Regions from separate parts of the Sus scrofa genome. Here region 1 is linked to region 2. The links are chromatin contacts, called in public Hi-C maps. All regions are on one chromosome and are shown on one strand. Each heading gives the region's core, a stretch centred on a gene start, on an enhancer-like site or on the middle of the called end of the contact. The rest is flanking DNA. Distances are from core to core; before and after follow the strand shown.

Region 1 (6,805 bases), core at 2,616-5,115, 370 kb before region 2:
ATTCACATTGTTTCTTTCCTTCTTCCCTAGTTTTACTGTCAAGACGTCTGAGGCTCAAAGAGGATGTGACTTTCCAAAAGACATAGAGACAGAGGGCCCTGAATTCAAGTTTTCTGCCTCCTGGTCTAGACTCTTCATACTACCTGTCCTTGAGGCAAACTCTCTAATCATCAAGGACAGCCACCTTCCTCTCACATGATCTTTTGAGAGTAGGTATCAGTATCCTTTTTGAGAGTTGAAGTGGAATTCAGCCAAATGTCTTCTAAGATTCTTTTCCGTTATGTGAGCTCTCATTTCTACCTTGGTGTAATTATTTATTCCAGACAGAGAAGCTGAAAGCAGAGAAATTCAGTTACTGGCTCAGAATCCTCTTTCAAACCCAAAGCCAGAGGTTAGAAATAATTCCCAGGCCAGACATCTGTACATCACTCTTAGCTCTAGTGTCCTTCTATTAGACCTAAATAATTTTACGTTGAATTGTGATACCTGGCTTTCCTCTTAAATGTGCTACATCATTTTTGCAGCTCCTGCACCTGCCTTCAGGAGGAAAGGGCTATAGTTTTGAAGAGCTGAGACAGATTCATTCTATGCTGAAGTAATATTGAAATCCGATTATTTTAATTATGGGAAAAGTAGATGTAGTTTCTACAAATTGTGTAACTACGCCAACTCTCAACAGAACAGTAGAAGAGTTCTAATCCTGTAACAATCTTTTACTGCTTGATTGATAAGAGCAAGCACTAATATAGCATTATTTTGCATTTAGGTACTGTTCCAAGTGCTCACTGAATCCTCAGATGACTTCATGAGGTAGGAAACATCACTTCCATTTTACATTGGAGGAAAATGAGGCAGAGGCAGGTGCCGTAAGCTGCCCCAGGCCTCATAGCTGTTAGGTGATAGAGTCAGGATTCCAACACTGACAATCTGGGTCCACAGTCTGTGTTCTTATTCCCCATGCTTTAGTGGATGAGGATGAAATCCCTGAGCAGGCAGTTTTATTTTTCTTGTTTTAGTGAATGGTATAGGGAGCTTTGGAAACTCTGAGATTCTGGATACCATTGTGCAGCCCTTCTTTCTGTGATGATCAGAAGCTACTAGATAGAAACTAGCTTTGGACGTTAGTAGCATTATTCTTTTATAACTACTAAACCACATAGTCTATGTTAATTGGATAGTCTTCTAAGTGATGTGTACATTTGGAAAGGATAATTTTCTAGCAGCAGAGGTTTTGGGGGGGGGATTAGTAAAAAGAATACGAGTTCACAGCCTCTGAGTAAAGAGACCTCACTGGGGAAATGAAAGAAATATTTGCCCTTTGTATTTTTAAGAATACAAAGAAATCATAGTACCAGTGCATAACCATTACTTATGCAAAATTTTATACTCCAAGCAAAATCCGAAGACTCTAATGTTGGAGTTCCTGTTGTGGCTCAGTGGTTAACGAATCTGACTAGGAACCATGAGGTTGCGGGTTCGATCCCTGGCCTTGTTCAGTGGGTTAAGGATCTGGTGTTGCCGTGAACTGTGGTGTAGGTTGCAGACGCGGCTCAGATCCCGCATTGCTGTGGCTCTGGCATAGGCCGGTGGCTACAGCTGCGCTTCGACCCCTAGCCTGGGAACCTCCATATGCTGCAGGAGCAGCCCAAGAAATGGCAAAAAGACAAAAAAAAAAAAAAAAAAGACTCTAGTATGAGTACACCTTGGAGTATAAGGAGGGTAGTTGGGAAATTCACTTTCTGCAGAAGAAAGAAAGGGCCTGACTCTGAGACTGGTAAGTGTTGAAAACTGCCAAATGCTCCTTGCTCAGGCCTATCAGAGCTCAGCCATTGTTGCACACTGGTCTCTGGTCACTAATCCCAGGGACTTGGTTGGGTTTTTTGGTTTTTGTTTGTTTGTTTGTTTGTTTTTTGCTTCCCTTTCATAAGATGACTTGCACATTATTATAGTTACTCGATGAATGTTTGTTGACCATGCATAGAAAAGAGGTGAAACCAAGTCAACCCAGATATAGTGAAAGGAAAGCAGAATGAAAATAAAATAAGAGGGTAGAACACTAAGGCTTCAAGCCAGAAAGAGTTCATTTCAAAGACTGACGTGACTGGGAACCTGAGAAGTGCTGGCTTTGCATGTGGGCTGCTCTAGGGAGGTGTGTAATCCAGGAAGGGTGGGACATGGGAGGGTGGGTGGCCTAAAGTCCAGGTTGAAATGAGAAGTTCTCACTTCCTTGGTGTCCATGTCTCTGAAAGGGCCCTCATCATGAGATGGGGATGTTACTTTCGCCACAGCCAAATACTGGCTTGCTGCCCTGCTCTTCCCCTCCCTGTCCTGGAAGCCTACCTTGCTGCAACCTCTGCAGTTCTTTCTGGAGCTGTCTCTGCTCTCTGGTCAACGATTTCACATAGTACAGGCAGATATCGTCTAATCTCTGCAGTCTTTGGCTGAGTCTGGCTTCAGCCTGCTTGGCATTCTTCCTTTCCAAATCGAAGTGCTTATGCAGTGGTCCCCTAACCATGTGTCTCTCCATCTTCTTCATGGTCTAGAGATGACAGAACAAGATTCTTCCAGGCACTGTGACAGACCTGAGAAAGCAAAACAGGAACTCTGTCCCCTGGCTTTGAATCAGAGATCAGTGTTTGAATCCCGTGTGTTTCTAAACGCACAGCTGCCAGGTCAGATGAAGTCACACTATTGGAAAACTGCCCTATGGCAACATGAGTTTCCAGAGTGACACAGAAGTATTGAGAGCAAACTGCTCTGAACTTCAGTCTCCTTGCCAATAATATAGTGATAGACGATAGTTTCCCTATACAACCACCAATGAGATTGCTGCAAAGATCAAATAAAAAGAATATGAACAACTTTTTGGGCAAAAATAATAGAAACACTTTCCATACATAAGGCATTATTCATCCTATAAGTCCTTTCTACTGTTCTTTAGAGACTCCTTGAAAGCCTGTTCAGAGGTCTGTAAATGATTTGGGGACTTAGGACAGAGCCATTCTAGGGCCCCTTTAGTTCACTAATTCATGTATGTGCAGGTCCACACATAGTAGCCTGTAATTCTGCTATGTGCCAAGAGCTGTGCTGAGGGCTAAGAAAAGTGGTGAATGAGAAACAATTCCTGCTTTCAAAGAACTTTCAGATTTCAACTCTGGAGTCTAATGGTACATGCCGAATCTGAGCAATCAATATTGCAAAAAGTAGAAAGAGTAGGATCTGCTGGTCACAAAATAATATAGGCATTCAGAACAAGTAGTCTGGGCAGCTCTGGTGAGACCACTTGGATTGTGCAGGAGTTCCTCTTCCTGCCTTCACCCATCTTCCTCCTCTGAACTCTGCACTAACAGTCAGGGACACCCATTTTTCCTCCTCTTTGCATCCTTCACAATATGTATCTCAGAGCTAAGAGCACAATACGTACCTGAGATATAAATCAGCTGTTATCAAAAAGCTTTGATTATAATAACACTGGAAAAAAAACTTAGTATTAAAAGGGAGATAAGGTCAGGACACAGGAAAGAAATTTTAAGACAGCTTGATTTCAGCCTAAAGTGTAGAATAAACTTTTACTGAAGAACACGGTGAGTAGCACTTACCTACAAATCCAGGGTTCTCACCGTAAAACTGTTGCCTGCTTCTTTTGGTATGCCAGGCTGAGCCTGGATTAATGAGCCTGTTTTTCTTCAGTAAATGAAGGGGTTTAGTGTTGGGGAAGAAGGGAGGGGAGGGGTCTTTGGAGAGGGCTGCAGGGGAGAATGATGAATATACTTGAAAGCTCTCATCGATGCCACCTCCTTGGTCAGGAATGCTAACTCCCTGGGTGTGGGCACCAGTCCCAGAGCTTGAAATAACTCCTCGAGTTAAGGAAGCCTGCCAGCTTCCAGCCCTCCCCTAGAGGGGCACGCAGTGCTCCTGGGCTGTGTCCATGGGAGCCAAGAATGAAAGCAAGGAGCGTCTTACTCTGTTTTCAGTCTCTCTCCCCTCTCTCCCCATCCCCCTTCTCTATCCCCCCCCTCTTTTGCCATACTGCTCCCTACCTCCCCTCACAACACCCATTCCTACTTCTTGGAAACCAGATCAGGTTCCATAAGAAGGCTTTTTTTTTTTTTTTTTTTTTTTTTTGTCAGAATGTGCACATTTTATGCAGGAGAGTAGTTAATTTGTTTACTTTGTATTCTTGCACACTGTACTACTTTTCCTAGGCTTCTATCCATGTTTTGTGTACTTCAGGGCTTATTAAGATGTCCAAAGTTGTCAAAATGGAATTAGGCAAAATGAAATTTAAATCAGCTTTTGTGATCATATATTGCACTCTGTGGTAGAAGGCCAGTTGAACTATATTGGCTATAGAATAAGATATTAAGTGGGATTTTTACTGTTGCCCTAGAGCTTCATCTAAAAACAAGAGGCATTAATGTCCCACAGTCTAAAAAGACCTGCTAGCACAGAGGCCTATTAATTCCCCCAAAGCTTACAGAGAGACAGCTAAATAGGCCCACAGTCATCACCTAGCAAGCAAGCTATTATAAGGAGCTTACTGGGGAGAGGGAGTTGAAAATCCATTATTCTCTCAGTAGGAGGTAATGCCTTTACCATCCCCTCTCATGAGGTAATTCTCCCACCTCCAAAATTTAAATGAAGGGAATGGGGTCCCAAGAAAATCGTCATAGAGAAGGGGATGTCTACACAAGGGGATACTGACACCTCCTTCCCAGCTGGAGAAGGACTGGTTGGGGAAAAAACAATAATGCCTCAGCACAATTATATTTGAAGAACTCTGCCTCTTTTATTTCCTTATATACCCCAACATTGGGGGTTACATATTGAAAAGATAAGGGAGAGGAGGTATACCAAAAAAATCCATGTTTTCCAGTCCATCCACGGGGCTGGAGAAGGAGAATGATAGGGCAGATTATCATATCCCACCCTCCTCCAGGTCCCTTGGAGTCCAGCAAGGAAAGGGTTTAAACAGTATTTGAGATTGGAATTTCAAAGTGGGATTGACTTTTTTTTTATAACCAAAGTGTGTGTACAGAAATGTGTACAATGTATTCCTGAGTTTCCAGGCCACATCACAGGGAGTAATGGATTCTCCTTAAAAGATGGAGGCAGAAGTCCAGAAAAGCCAAGGCAGCTAGTAGCAGCAGGCAAAGTACCAGATTCAAGAAGCTCAATGAATTCCAAGCTGAAGAAAGATGAATAAAATGACTCCAAGGTATATAAAATCAAATTGCTAAAAAAACTAATAAATAATTTATGAAAACAACTAGGGAGTTCCCATCATGGAGCAACAGTAATGAACCCGACTAGAATCCATGAGGACACGGTATCGATCCCTGGCCTTGCTCTGCAGGTTAAGGAGACTGCATTGCTGTGAGCTGTGGTGTTAGTTGCTGACAGTTCTAATCCTGTGTTGCTGTGGCTGTGGTGTAGGCCAGCAGCTACAGCTCTGATTTGACTCCTATGCCATGGGTGTGGCCCTAGAAAGACAAGGAAAAAAAAAAGAGTGAAAAAAGACACACCACAGAGGAACACAGATAAGAATTATGGCAGACTTCCTGTCAGAAACAATTCAAGCCACAAGATAGTGAAGCAAGATGTTTAAAGTTAAAAGAAAAAAAAAATAGAATTTTATATACACAAAAGTCTTTTAATAACAATAGTAAATTGAAGAATTTTTTTAGTCATAAGGAAGCACCAATAATTTTTTATCAAAAGATGTACAATTCAAAAAATGTTAAAGACAGTCCTTTAAATAGAAGGAAAATTACACCTAATCGAAATCCAAATCTACATAAAAGGATGAAGAGCCCAGGAAATAGTAACTAAATGGGTAAGGATAACGATAGTTTCTCTTATTATTTAAATCTCTTTAAAATATAGTTGACTGTTCAAAGCAAAAAGTAACAATGTATTGTGAGATTTATAACATGTATGGAAGTAGAAAGCAGGGCAACAATAATACAAAACCCAGATAGGAAGAAATGGAAGTATACTGTTATAAGATTTTTATGCTATCCTGCAGCAGTATAAAATCACTTGAAGGTAAACTGTAATAAGTCATAGCTGTATACTCTAAACTCTAAAACAACCTCTAAAATAATATGAAAAAGATTTATAACTAAGAATTGAGCAAGTATGATAAAATGGAATCATAAACACTGAATCTAAAATAAGAAAGAAAGGAGTTCCTGCTGTGACAGAGTGGGATCAGCAGTGTCTTGGGAGGACTGGGATGCAGGTTCGATCCTTGCCCTGGCACAGTGGGTTAAGGATCTGGCATTGCTACAGCTGCAGCATAGGTCACAACTGTGGCTCAGATCTGATCCCTGGCCTGGGAACTCTGTATCCCATGGGGTGGCCAAAATAGACAAAGGAAAAAATAAATAAAATAAGAAAGAAAAAGAGGAAAGAGAAAATAAAAAGGAGTTTAGACAAAAAGGAAATAGATAGCAGGATGATAGATTTAAACGGAACATTATTAAGAATCACAATAAATATAAATGGTTTTAATGCCACATTGAAAATCAGAGACAGTCAGATCAAATAAAAGAACAGCACCATAGTATACAGTGCTGACAAAAAAGCAAAACAAAACACAATTTCAGTATGAAGACATAAATAGATGAAGAATACAGGATGGAAAAATATACACCATACTAACACTACTTAAAAGAAATCGGGGATGGATATACTTATACATGAAAAATAATTTTAAGAGGCAAGAATGTTAACAGTGATCAAGAGAGTCATTTCTTATTGATGAAGGAGCTAATTCATCAAGGGAACATAAAAATCCATA
Region 2 (6,453 bases), core at 1,635-4,134:
GAATAAAAATTAGAAAAGGAATTAGCATAAATAAGCAGACCCATGTGAATGTGTATCAAGTGCTTAAAAAGAGAAGTTGAAGCTGAGGAAGGAGGTAGTTATGAGAAATCACTGAAGGTTTTAAGACAGGGAACTGACAAATGATAAAGGATTGTCAAGAACTGCGGTGAGCTGAAGCTGTTGAGCAAGAGTAATAATACAATGTCAATTTGTGTTGTTTTCTCTGGGGCATCCAGCTGGGGATTTATGGGACAGATTGAGGGTTAAGGTTTTGACAGGCATCTGGGTCAGAGGCAACGGACATAGGGAGTTTGGATGTTGATAAACCATGCAGGTTAGGCTGGGAAAGGATGGAAGGAGGGTTGACAGAGAAAATGAAATATAAGCACAGATATAGAGCATATAAGGGCATACAGATACAAATGGGAAAAGATGCTACAGCCATAAACAGTGGAATCTAATTTTCTGCTGTAGTTAATGTCTTTATGGATGATGACAAAACTCTAGAAAGTCTAGGCTGAGATTTCTGGATTTTTGATGTTCTGCCCTCCACTTCACAATGACCAGTAACAGACAACTGAATTTTGAAAAATCAGATCTACTCTTGTAACTGAGACAGTCTGTGTAAATACCATTAGTTTTTTTCCTAATTTTAATTCTAATATAACTATCAACTTGCCATATCTATAGTAAAATTATCCCCCAAATAAGCAATTATTTTATTGTAGATACCATCATCCTGCTCTTCTTTTACCTCACTTTTCTCTCTCCACATGGTCTATTCCATTCTTGGTTTATATACAGGTCCCTCTTTTCTTGTCTGGACTCCTAACAATGGTTCAGACATTTGTTGGGTAATTATCATTTGAAAGATATATTACTAGGACAATGTATAAATCATAATAGTCAAAACAACAGGGAATATTTATCAAGTGTTTACAATTCTGCTGGACATTTTACATGAATGAATCCATTTAATCTTCATGACACTCTATAAGCCAGATATTATCACTATTTTAAGGATGCAGAAACCATTTTAGTTAGGTTAAACAACTTACCTGAGTCCATACAGATAGTAAGCAGTGTGATGAGATATTTAAACCTAGTTCTTTCTGACTTAAGAGCTGAGCTCTCAGCCACTATGCTATCTATTGCCCTTTTCCCTGCCTCTGAAAAGATGTGGCCTGTGGAGTATGTGCATGCACAAATAATCAGTTTGATTTGGTAAGTGCCAATGAGAAAGGCTTTTTTCTCTCCTTTCTTCACTGACTCTCACTATTTAAAAAAAATCTATTTCCTAGCTCACTTTTATAGAAAGGAAAAACCCCTAAACTACTGAATATGCAATGTATTTTTTTTCAAATTGGTATGCATTTCCATATTAACAGGTATAGCCTTCACCCTCCAAATCAAAGTACCAGAATTTGCATCTACTTCCAATGCAATCTTTCCAGCATTATTTTTCACTTGAGGCAATTCAGACTTCCCATCCAATACATCACTGTCTCTAGATATTACCATAGCCTGTGGTCAGACACAAGTCTTATTATGGCCTCTACTGTCCCAAGCCATAAGAAAACCAAATGGCTTTTCCCTCTGACAACTAGGCCAGTAGTTGCTGCAAGACCCTTATTTGTGATCATGTATGAACTCCCTCTCATTCGAGCATTATTATCTGAAGAATCCAACTCAGAGACATCCAAGTTTGGCTAATAGTTCAGTGTTGGGAAACACCAGGAGTCCCTGGCTCCTGTGGAGGGATGAATGAAGGGAGGGAGAAGCACCAGGAGATTTGGGTTCTACCCTAGACAGTGTCACTTACCGTACAAGTGGAAACGAATCACTTCTAAGCCTGTGAAAGTGAACTAACCTAACCAAGTGCACTGCTAGGTTGCTCTCATCTCTTGAAGTTGTACCTACAAACACAATCAAATGATCTGTGTTCAAATCCTGATTATGCTACTTATGAACTACTGCGTACAGCTTTGGGCCAAGTGCATAATCTCCTTGATTTAATCACTCATTTGATGACAGTATCTACTAACCACTTTTCCTTATTAATTTTTTTTTTTCCTCACCCGCACATGCGTAAGATCCCCGGCCAGGGATCAAACCTGTGCCGCAACAGTGACAACGCCAGATCCTTAACCAGCTGAACCACCAGGGAGCACCCCTTTCCCTTTTTTTTTTTTCCCCTCTCATTTTTTTTAGGGCCGCACCTGCGGCATATGTAAATTCTCAGGGGTCTAATCGGAACTGCTGCAGGCCAACCACAGCAACGCCAGATCCGCCAGATCCTAGCCGCATCTGCGACCTACACACTACAGCGCGAGTAAATGCCAGATACTTTAAGACACTGCGTGAGGCCAGGGCTCGAACCCGCATCCTCATGTATACTAGCGGGTTTTTAACCAGCTGAGCCGCAACGGGAACTCCTCCTTTTCCCTTTCTAATGAAGCCTAAATTAGATAATACCTATAAGCATCCAACACAAAACCTGGAGCCTCATAATTAATGATCAAAAAATATCGATATCATTATTACTCTGAGACTCTATGACTTACCCTGCTCCATTGAAAGCCCCACGTCCTCTTTCCCTTGTCACCTTAAGCTTAGCACACGTCTCCAGAAATCCTCCATTCGCTCTTGCTCTTCGCCTGGAACCCCGACAGTTTTCAAAAGTTTCGGGGACTCCATAGCAACCTCGGACTCCTCCAAACCACTGCGCTCCCACTGCTTACGAACTCGAGGTCCGACTAGGCACCAACTCCGCGAAAAATAGTTCCGGGTGGAACCCGGCGTCCTCTCGCAGTTCCAGCCCCAGCCGCCTTGAGTCTATTGAGCCCAACCGGCACCCGGCGCGGCTAGAGAGCAGGAAGTGGGCGGGGCGGAACGGGGAGGGACTTACAGGAAGAGGCGGCATGTTTGAAAAGTAACAACGGTTGATGTTTGCAGATTTTTGGCTTCGCTTGTAACTGCTCCACGGACTCGCCGTCTTCCTGTGGGCGGCTGGTGCGGCAGGTGAGCGCTAACAGACACGCGCGGGAGGAGAAAGGGAGACTAAGTGCGCCCTCTCGCTCTGGAGCCACCGGCCGGAGTCAGAACGCGGGGCCTGGCAGTGTTTTCGTTGGGCGCGGCGCGGGCGGGGGAGGCTAGAGAAGACAGGTCATTTTTTTGGATTTTAGTCCCCCAAACTAGCTCATTTCCTACCAAACGGATGGGTGTTGTCTGATACAGCATAAACTACGGAGAAGAAACTTGAACTGAAGCTGGTCAGTTGAAGCTTGCATTTATATGTTTTAAACCCATTTCTTTAAAAGGTGATGGGGTTGCAGATGTTGGTCAACTTTCTGCAAACCTCCGTTGCTCAAACGTCGCTTAACCAAAGTCAAAATCAGGAATCAAAAGGCAAAAATATACTTCATCCGAAAGTTAGAGGAAGAGAGCAGTGTACATATGCCATGCATGTATAGCATGATTATTCTTCCTGAATGAGTTCAGGAAACTTTACCTTATTGAGGTTAGGAGTCATTGTTTTTGTTTATTCTCTGCTTCCTGGGATTTTGATTTCCACGATCTAATTTATTTTAGCAAAACAATGTGTTTGAAATTTAACTGGTATTCATTCAAAACCTACTGTGCACAGGACTTCGGTGTTGCAAATAAATGAGAAACTGAGGGGTAACGAATGTAAAATGCCTGTTACTTGGCAGGCGGCCTGAGGATCACTTTACATTTATTAGGTCATTTATATATCTTTATCTAACCAAAGTGCCTCTCTCCTCCATTTTCCCCCTCTCTTCTCCTGTGTTTTTTTTTTTTTTTTTCCTCCCTCCCCCAAGAATGGATTGGAACTTCCCTTGATTCAACCTGTCAAAAGAAGCTAGAAATTGGATATGAAAGGTGGTTCCAAGAGGAAACATTGGAAGTTTGGGAAACGTCCTGGAGGAGACTAACTTGGAACAGAAAATTCATTAGGTTATTAAATTGTGGAAGGTTTTAGAAACCAAGCAGAAACATGTGAATTTGATGTGGCGAATAGGGCGAGTAATTATTTTTGTAAAGATGTTACATGATGCAGTGGTATTCTATATGGATTAATCTGAGAGGGTGTGAAGATTTTAGAAGAGAGGGATGTGCAATAATAATTTTGAAGATATTTTACACCTCTTTAATGTGATCATCTCTGATCCAGATATAGTATGTTTTGGAAAATTAACTTTCTGCCGCCTTTCTTTGGGCAAGGCTTTTTATCATTGATTTTTAAATCTCTCACCTAGATGAAAATGTAGATACGCATATTTATGCTGAAAAGGACATATAATATATGAGGTGTCAGAATCTGGGTTCAAAAAGATTGTGGCTATAGAAGGAAAACTTGGAATTATGAATTCAATAATAGGAAATGCAAGTCCTTGCTTAGGATTCAAGTAATCAGTTATGTAAGAAGAATATGGAGAAGTCTTGGCTTGACATCAGTGAGCTATGCTGAAGAAGTTCTGGGAGTTTTCACTCCATCATATATGTTTGTCAATAGCACTTGATCAACAGTGACTGTTGCCAGCTGTACTGATATTTTTCCCTGAACAGACTATATTCAGAGTATTGTGTTCAATCTGAGCATTACATTTTAAGAAGACATTAACAGACTAGTTCTGGAGGAAAATGAGTAGAATGGTAAAATTTCTGAAACAAAGTCATAAAAGGAGTGGTTATTCTTAAATTATGCTTACCTTAGACAAGAGAAGGCTAAGCAGAGATGATAGCTTCCTTCACATTTTTGAAAGTGGAATCATGTAAACAGATTAGTATATTTTACATTTTTGCTGTGACTAGAAATAAGACCAGTAGGTAACACTTACAATAAACAGAAAGAAAATTCTATCTAGTATGAGAAAGAGTTATCTGATTATTATAGCTATACTAAGGTGGAAAAAACTTTTGCCTTGAGACAGCAAATGCTGTTTTCAAGTGTTCAAGCAGAACTGGGAAGCTGTTTGTTAATCATATTTTAGAATGGTATCCTATATTTGTCAGAGGTTAAGCAGGGTGCCAAAGCTGCTTTCTAACCCTGACATTCTAAGAAACACTCGGAGCCTAAAGAAATAGATTTCCAGAATTGTGGGTCATTTCAGTTTGTTTGCAAAATTGAATATCTTCACATTGGATCTCTGGGAACAGCTGATTCTCTAGAGAATAGGGGATTCATAGGTAATTAACCAAGTATTGTTAGCTAAGAGACAGTTGCTTCTATTGCTGCTGCTTCTGCTACTACTATGATTGCTATTCTGTTAGGCACAGCTAGAGATGTGAAGAAAATGAAAGTTTTCTTAGCTTACTGAGAGCCCACCATGTAATGCCAGAAACATCATCACAGTACACTGTGGCAAGTCGTATAACAAGAGTTCAGTGCTAGGCTCTAGGGCAGGATTTCCTAACCTCAGCATTATTGGCATTTTGAACTGAATAGTTCTTTGCTCTTGAGTGGCTGGCCTATGCATTGCAGGATGTTTAGCAGAACGCTGGGCCTTCTACCCACTAGATTCCAGTAGCAGCCCCACTTTACTCCTGACAACCAAAAATGTCTACAAAATTGTGAGAATTACTGCTCCAGGGGGACCAGTTGGGAATACCTCACTATCTGAGGACATAGGGGAGGTGGCTTTTGTTGTTTCTTTTTTTTTTCCCTAAATTCTCACTCTGGTGATTGGAAGTCCCACTACAGCTACTGTACTCTTACTCTTTTTTTCCTCTCTCTCTTCCTATTTACATCTTAAACTTCATTAGTCATGCCACTGTGTGTACATTGAATAAAATATCACATCAGAGTATAGTTTTTTTTATCTACCCTATTTTCCTATTATTTCTATAATAGTTCTATAGTGTTGCCTAGGAGTTCCCATCTTGGCTCAGTGATTAACGAATCCGACTAGGAACCATGAGGTTGTGGGTTTGATCCCTGGCCTTGCTCAGTGGCTTAAGGATCTGGCCGTTGCCGTGAGCTGTGATGTGGGTTGCAGATGCGGCTCTCATCCCGCGTTGTTGTGGCTGTGGCGTAGGCTGGTGGCTACAGCTCCGATTCAACCCCTAGCCTGGGAACCTCCATGTGCTGCAGGAGCGGCCCAAGAAATGGCAAAAAGACAAAAAAAAAAAAAAAAAAAAAAAATTAGTGTTGCCTATATATCTTGGTAGTGTTTCAAGGATTAATTTTCAGGATAGATCTTACCATCTTACCAGTTTAAAAAAGAAAAACATAGTTTCTCATCTGTCTGGACCTAAGTCCTCTTTCCCGTATGAAAGAAAAACAACATTAGGAAAACTAGAAAATGATTGTATTGCTTTAGAATAAAAGTTATATTAGGATATGTGTGTGTGTGTATGTCTGTACATATTTTTAATGTTACTTACTAGGATGTTTGATGATTTGATGATAGCTAGCACTGCTATGAATAT

The links. A called contact is a pair of places that touch in the nucleus more often than the background predicts.
Region 1: a contact with region 2 is called in a Hi-C map of fetal skeletal muscle, with 2.5 times the contacts expected there. The contact joins the promoter of CCDC190 here to the promoter of NUF2 in region 2. A contact is called at or near these places in 3 of 5 promoter capture datasets (fetal liver, fetal skeletal muscle and liver), 14 of 47 Hi-C or Micro-C datasets (adipocytes, alveolar macrophages, fetal skeletal muscle and 8 more) and 1 of 2 datasets of contacts at active chromatin or transcription factors (alveolar macrophages).

Annotation. Positions count from the first base shown.
Region 1 is chr4:87,557,087-87,563,891 of Sscrofa11.1, reverse strand. CCDC190 (coiled-coil domain-containing protein 190) reads right to left here and starts at 3,865. Exons shown (of 4, transcript XM_003355080.4): 1 at 3,600-3,865; 2 at 2,341-2,539. The coding sequence starts at 2,536.
Region 2 is chr4:87,190,624-87,197,076 of Sscrofa11.1, reverse strand. It overlaps NUF2 (kinetochore protein Nuf2), which reads left to right and starts at 2,884. Exons shown (of 14, transcript XM_005655379.3): 1 at 2,884-3,021. LOC100518120 (a long non-coding RNA gene) reads right to left here and starts at 2,771. Exons shown (of 2, transcript XR_001303421.2): 1 at 2,565-2,771.